2 separate regions of the Gossypium hirsutum genome follow, and region 2 is linked to region 1. Evidence: chromatin contacts called from public Hi-C data. All regions are on one chromosome and are shown on one strand. The core of a region is the stretch at or near the end of the contact, and the rest is flanking DNA. Distances in the headings are between cores, read along the strand shown.

Evidence for each region. Hi-C and Micro-C count contacts between places; a contact is called where the count stands out from the background.
Region 2: a Hi-C map of leaf shows a contact between it and region 1, with 2.6 times the contacts expected there. The contact joins two enhancer-like sites. A contact is called at or near these places in 10 of 34 Hi-C or Micro-C datasets (anther, hypocotyl, leaf and 2 more).

Annotation. Positions count from the first base shown.
Region 1 is chrA02:83,261,169-83,264,333 of Gossypium_hirsutum_v2.1, forward strand. No RefSeq gene overlaps it. Among protein-coding and RNA genes, the nearest start is that of LOC107952367, 12 kb to the left of the region's middle. Within about 2 kb of position 1,328, at least 5 of the 9 cell types and tissues checked have an H3K27ac peak or open chromatin away from gene starts, as enhancers often do. A contact at or near this core is called in leaf, where this site is marked.
Region 2 is chrA02:83,307,069-83,310,315 of Gossypium_hirsutum_v2.1, forward strand. No RefSeq gene overlaps it. Among protein-coding and RNA genes, the nearest start is that of LOC107952367, 58 kb to the left of the region's middle. Within about 2 kb of position 1,728, at least 1 of the 9 cell types and tissues checked has an H3K27ac peak or open chromatin away from gene starts, as enhancers often do. A contact at or near this core is called in leaf, where this site is marked.

The DNA.
Region 1 (3,165 bases), core at 78-2,577:
ATTATTAAGTTGTGTCATGATATTCTTAGGGGTGTGAAAAATGTGGATTGTTTAAATGACACTATTATTGTTTTAATTCCTAAAACTAAAGAGCATGTGGATATGACTAATTTTAGGCCGATCAGTTTTTGTAGGGTAGTGTACAAAATCGTCGCCAAATTGCTTCCAAATCGTCTGAAGGAGACACTCCCGTTATGCATTAGCCAAAATCAGAGCACCTTTGTTCCGGGGAGGATGATCCACGACAACATTTTAATTGCCCATGAGCTAGTCCATTATCTCCAAAGTGCAAAGAATGGGCCTAACAAAGGTTTTGTAATTAAGCTTAATATGAGCAAAGCATACGATCGGGTGGAGTGGACTTTTATTGAAGAGGTATGAAAAAAATGGGCTACGCAAATGATTGGGTGACTAAAATAATGAGATGCATTCGATCGGTCCATTATGTTGTCAAATGCAATTATACCCTATCCGAGACAATTAGGGGATCCTCTTTCTGCTTACCTATTTTTATTTTGCATGGAAGCGTTTTCAAAGCTGTTAATTCGTGCTAAAAAAACAATATGCTTAAGGGAATTCAGGCTAGCATAAATGGGTCTCGTATTAATCATCTTTTTTTTGTCAACAACGCACTCTTTTTTTATTCGTAATAGAAAAAGGGATGCGGAGGAATTGTTAATATTATTGCAAATTTTAATTATGATTCGGGCCAAGAGGTAAATAAGGACAAATCTATGATTATGTTTAGCCTGAAAACCCCGTTGGCCCAAAGGCAACTACTTAGTTTTATGATTGGCTTGCGTATTGTTGATAAGCTACCTAAGGTTACCGTTACCTGTTAGTAGAAAAAAATCATTAGCTTTTACTAACATTATTAATCAATGCAGTTGCAGAATAAACATTGGTCAAAACGCTAGCTATCTTACGGAAGGAAAGAGGTTTTCATGAAAGCCATTATTCAGGCTATTTCGACTTATGCTTTCTCAGTCTTTCTGGCCCCAAAAGGCATTATTGAGGACCTTTATTCACAAATGGATTGGATGTGGTGGACTAATAATGACAAGACTCGTGGCTGGGCTATGATGGCTTGGAATAGGCTTTGTTACCCAAAGGGAATGGGAGGTATGGGCTTTCAAGATTTACATCTGTTTAACTTGGCATTATTAGGTAAACAAGTTTGGAGACTTATGACTCAAAAGGATGCTTTATGTTTTAAAGTGTTAAGTGCCAAATATTTCTCGGATGGTGACGTGTTCAGATACAAACAATGTGATAAACTGTCTTTCACCTGGGCGAGTATTGCTAAGGCGATTGAAGTGTTAAAGGACGGCTTTATATAGCAAGTGGGCGACGGTGTCACGATTGATATTAGGCGGGATCATTGGGGGGTTGAAGGCATCAAAGGTGAGTCGGTTTGTCGGTCCACTTTTACTAATGATGAAAGAAAAGTCAAAGATCTTTGGGACCACAACAACAGGCGGTGAAAAAGGGATAGGGTTATTGAGATTTATGGCAAATATTATAGAAAAAATGATAAGGTTGACCTTTGGGTCGTTTTTCCTTTAAAAAAAATGAAACATGAGAAATAAAAAAAATTCTACATTTATATGGATTCAAATCAATATGTCATACAATGGCATTTTTTGAGATTAAGTTTTGAGAGGCCTTAAAGTCATCTAAAAAGTTCAAAAAAAAATTAAATAAATTAAAGTTTCTCAAAATTTTGAAGAGTCAAGGCCCCTTAAGCTCCATAAAGATCTACCCTTGATACCATATTTAATATTTAAAAAACAAATAATTTACAAATTAAATCACCAAACATAACATCTATTTTCATATACATTATAAAACTTTAATTTAATCCATTTAACTTTATTATTAATAATTTAAGTCCGTGAAATTTGTTTATCATAAAATTGGCTCAAGGATTTTACACATAAGTTTTATAAGTTATTTGTATTTTCTCAAACATTTGATTTGGGTAAATTATTATTTATTTTATTTACTAAAAATTTTTAATCCATGCCTGAATATTCAATATTTTTATGATTTTTATTTTGATTTGTAACTAGAAAAACATGTTAGAGGGCTTTTTAAAGATTTTTTTTTGTCTACCAGAAACATGTACATTTATTATTTCAAAAGTAAAAACAAATCAACCTAACTAAAGATGAGTCCATGTACAAGATTGGAGTTGATCATGGATCGGATTATTCGTTCATGCTCGAAACCTTACTCAAAAAATGGAAGGGTTTGAATAAAAATATAGGTCCAAAAAATAGACTTGACAAAAATAAAACCTATTTTCTTATCTTTCTATTGTTGTTCTAAGTCCCAGTATCAAAATGGTTTTTGTCTATGATGTATATTGTTTTTTTTCTATCTTTCCATAAAAACTTTCATACTAACTTTTTTCTCTCTTTTTGACTCAATGACTAATTCATAAAATTTTAATTTAAGTTTATTTTTGTAACACCCCTAATTTTAGGGTTAGGAGTTTTGAGATTTATAAGTAGGGTTAGTGGCTAGATCAGAAAATTGGGTTCGAGTCCTTGTGTGTGTTTTGAGAAATTTTTTTTATGCAACTTCAATTTTTTTTTAAATTAAAAATATTTACTTATTTATTTTTAATTGTATTTTTATTATTTTGGGAAAAGGAAGTAAAATTTTCTTTTTCATTTTTCACGTTCTCTTTTTCCTCCGTCACACTTTTTTTTTCTTTTGCTCTTCTTCTTCTTCTTCTTTTCTTAATTCTTTTTCGCACAATCAATTTTCTTTCATTTTCTTCTTGGATTGTTTTTGTTGCATCGGTTCGTTTACATATTTTTTGGTCGAAAAAAGCTTCAGATTCGTATTGAGGTTATCGACGTGTGTTGATTGAGCTCGAGGCATTTTGATTATGAATCAGGTGCGGGATTCGAACCTTATCTAATTTATTTGTGAATTGTTGATTTGACAATTCTTGTATGTGCTCTAAACCATTGATTTTGGGTATTTAGTTGTTGAGGAACTATGGAGAATACTGCGTATTTCGTTATAGTTTTGTTATAGCAAAGGTTAGGGACTGATTTGATGGCTAAAACGACAATTTCGGCCTGTTCCGGTGTGGTTTCATGACCACACGGGTGGCCAAACGGGCGTGTGCATTTTCATACGGCCGTGTGG
Region 2 (3,247 bases), core at 478-2,977, 46 kb after region 1:
TTTTTACAATTTAGTCCTTTTTGCTAAATTAAGTGCTCAAACATCAAGCTGTTACAATTTAACTCTTCCAAACACAATATCTTCACCATACTAGGCAACTATCACAACCAAATTTCATAATTCACATATAACCTTTAATATGAATCTATTGATGGTGAAAATTACTTATTTTTACCCTTTTGATAAATTGAGAAATTTACAATTTAATCCATGTACATTTGGATTTCTTCCAATTTGGTTTCCAAAGTGATTTCCATCAGACCAATATATATTTCATCTTATTCTTATACCAATTCATCAATAATAACTCACTTATCCTATTTTGATCATATTTACACTTAGTCCTTAAACTTTTCAATATTTGTAATTTAATCCTTTTGTCACGTTTTCACTTATAAAATTCTTTTCATAGATTTCCATCTCAATTATCAACTTATCTTTTATAAAATTCTTTTCATAGATTTCCATCTCAATTATCAACTTATCTTTTATAAGATTCCTTTAATCTGACTCATTTTTCAATTTTTCTCACCAATTCATTATCTCTATCGCCGGAATAGTGCTATGTGTCTAACTAGAAATTTTGTAATGTTACTAATGCTATTTATATTAATGTTTATATTATTAAAATATTAATATTTATTTATATTTTGAAACATTTATTTTTAAAAATTTATAAATTATAATCTATACATTTATTATTAAAATAGTATTATAAAACTTTTCTCAATAAAATATTAGTTTTATAATATTTTAAATAACTTTATCAAAATAATAGTTAGTATTAATTATATTAATAATTTATTATCTATTATTAATATAAAGAATACTATATTATAAATTATTAACAGATAGATATGTATGTTCACTAATATTGAAAACTATAATATAAAAATAATTCTTAAATATTTTAAATAATTTTATTTTAATATGTTTTAAATAATTTTAAAATTAAAATATATTATTAATATAATTTATTTAGCTCGATTCATGTTACATATAATGAGTTATTTTATGAAAAAATTAGCTTTATTTTTTGTTGACCAATAAATCATTTTTAAATTTTCTTTTTGGGTAAAACTAGCATGAGAAAATATTAAATATTATTCAAAAATGATTTTTTTTTGCAAAAAGAATACATTATTATTTAGAATAATGCTAAATTTAGCTCCTAACGTTTATCTTTTTTTTCACTTTAGTGCATATTATTATTTTTGGATCACTTTGACAAGAAAAACCTTTAAAATTTAAGTCAAAATAATTTTTTGGATGAAAAAATTAACCGAACTAATAAAATTTTAACAAAACTAACGTGGAAATTCACATGGTAATTCACGTGTAACTTTATAAAAAATTTAAAAATATATTAAAATTCAAAAAAATTCATATAACTTTTTTTAAAAAAAATTATCAATGTCAGCAATAAAGTACACATATGTGCCATTAAAATTTTAACAATTTAATCAATTTTTCTGAAAAAAATAATTAGACTAAATTTAAAGGTTAAAGGTTAAAGTGATTAAAAAAAGTCCAAAATGATAAAAGAAGTAAATGTTAAGGGACTGAAATTAATTTTCTGCCTTACTATGATTAGTTTAAAACGAGGAAAGGAATCTCATTACTTGTTCAAGCCCAAACATTTGGGCTTAAATGGCCTTAAATAACATGAGATTCGAAGAAGCCCAAAATAGTGCAGTGAGATGGTTCTTTCATTAAGGCTCCCGCAAAAGCACCATCCACCCCATTTTGCACCCAAACTCAAGAATAAGTGAATCGCTGTGGAGATTTCAACTGCTAATTTACTACTATATATTATTTTTATTTATTTTAAATAATTTATAATTGATCTCATGAGCAAATACGAAGAAAATTACAAAAAAAAATTAAAAATTAAAAATTAAAATCTATACTATTAATAAAATTTCTGTCAAAGTTGGCATCATGAGTTGGCATCATGAGTTAACCATGTACAAAATCGGTTAGGAAATGACTAATATACATTTTTATTAAATGACTAGTATTATTATTTTCATGACCTTTTTGTCTTTTCATACTATTTTATAGTTTTAGAATAAAAGAACTAAAATTAATATGTCTAGAAATTAAACCCATGTTTAATGACTTTAAGAACAAATTCTTTACCACTATACTATTAATAATTCTTAAATAAACTTAAAAAAATAAACTTTTAATATAAAAACTTAAAAAAATAAAATTTTAATATAAAATGTTTTTCTCACCAAATTTGTGTTTCTATACTATTATTTAAGTTCTTAACTAAGTTGGTGTCACGAGTTAACCAAGCACCAACTCGGGTAGAAAAATTACGAAAATGTCATTTCTTAATTAAAATAAGTTATATTATTCGAGGACATTTTAGTCTTTTTATTTCAATAAAGACCAATAAAAATATACATATGATGAGATTTAAGCCAGTGCCAATTATATTAGTAAAACCTTAAATCTACCACTTAACCAAAACATTATTTTAAGGTATAATTGTAAAAAAAAAAAACCTCAACGTTTGGGGGTTTTGGTTTTATGCCTTTGACCTTTTTATTTTTTGATTAACACCCTCAACATTATGATTTTTTTAAGAAATCAACCTAGTTTTAACGGTCAACATAATAGCCCATGTAGCATGCCACATAAGCACATGACGTCATAGATGAAGTCATCTATTTAACAAAATTTTTTCTCATTTTCTTTCTTAATTTTCATTTTTAGATTGAGGAAAACTAAAAGAACCGAAAGGAAATTAACAGATTAGTAGTAAACCGTTTGATCTGGCTGCTAATTTCAATTCTAAAACTGAAAAATTAGGGTTTCTTTTTTTTCTTCGGATTTCTTTGATTTCATTTTTCATTTTATTTTATAAAAGAAAATGAACGATCAGGCTCAGATGATGAATCATCCACCATAAATGATGATGAACACAGTTCAGGTCCAAGTTTCAGTTTAGCCGCAGATGATGAATCGGTCTCATTAGTTGATGGCGTCGGCGGCCAACTCTCAGGCGATGAATCAATTGGAGGTGTCTCAGTCGCAGCCTATAAACTCCAGTCCTCAGATGATGACTCAACCACCACCTCTGATGATGTTGAATCGAAGCTACAAGCTTTGGCAATCTCAGGACCCAAACCAAAACCCTAACCCTAACCCTAACAAGAAATTCTCTTTTTTCAATCGTAATAACAATTGGAAGGGAAAAAAGTTTCATTCAGTAAAAATTCTTGGAAGTTCAAGA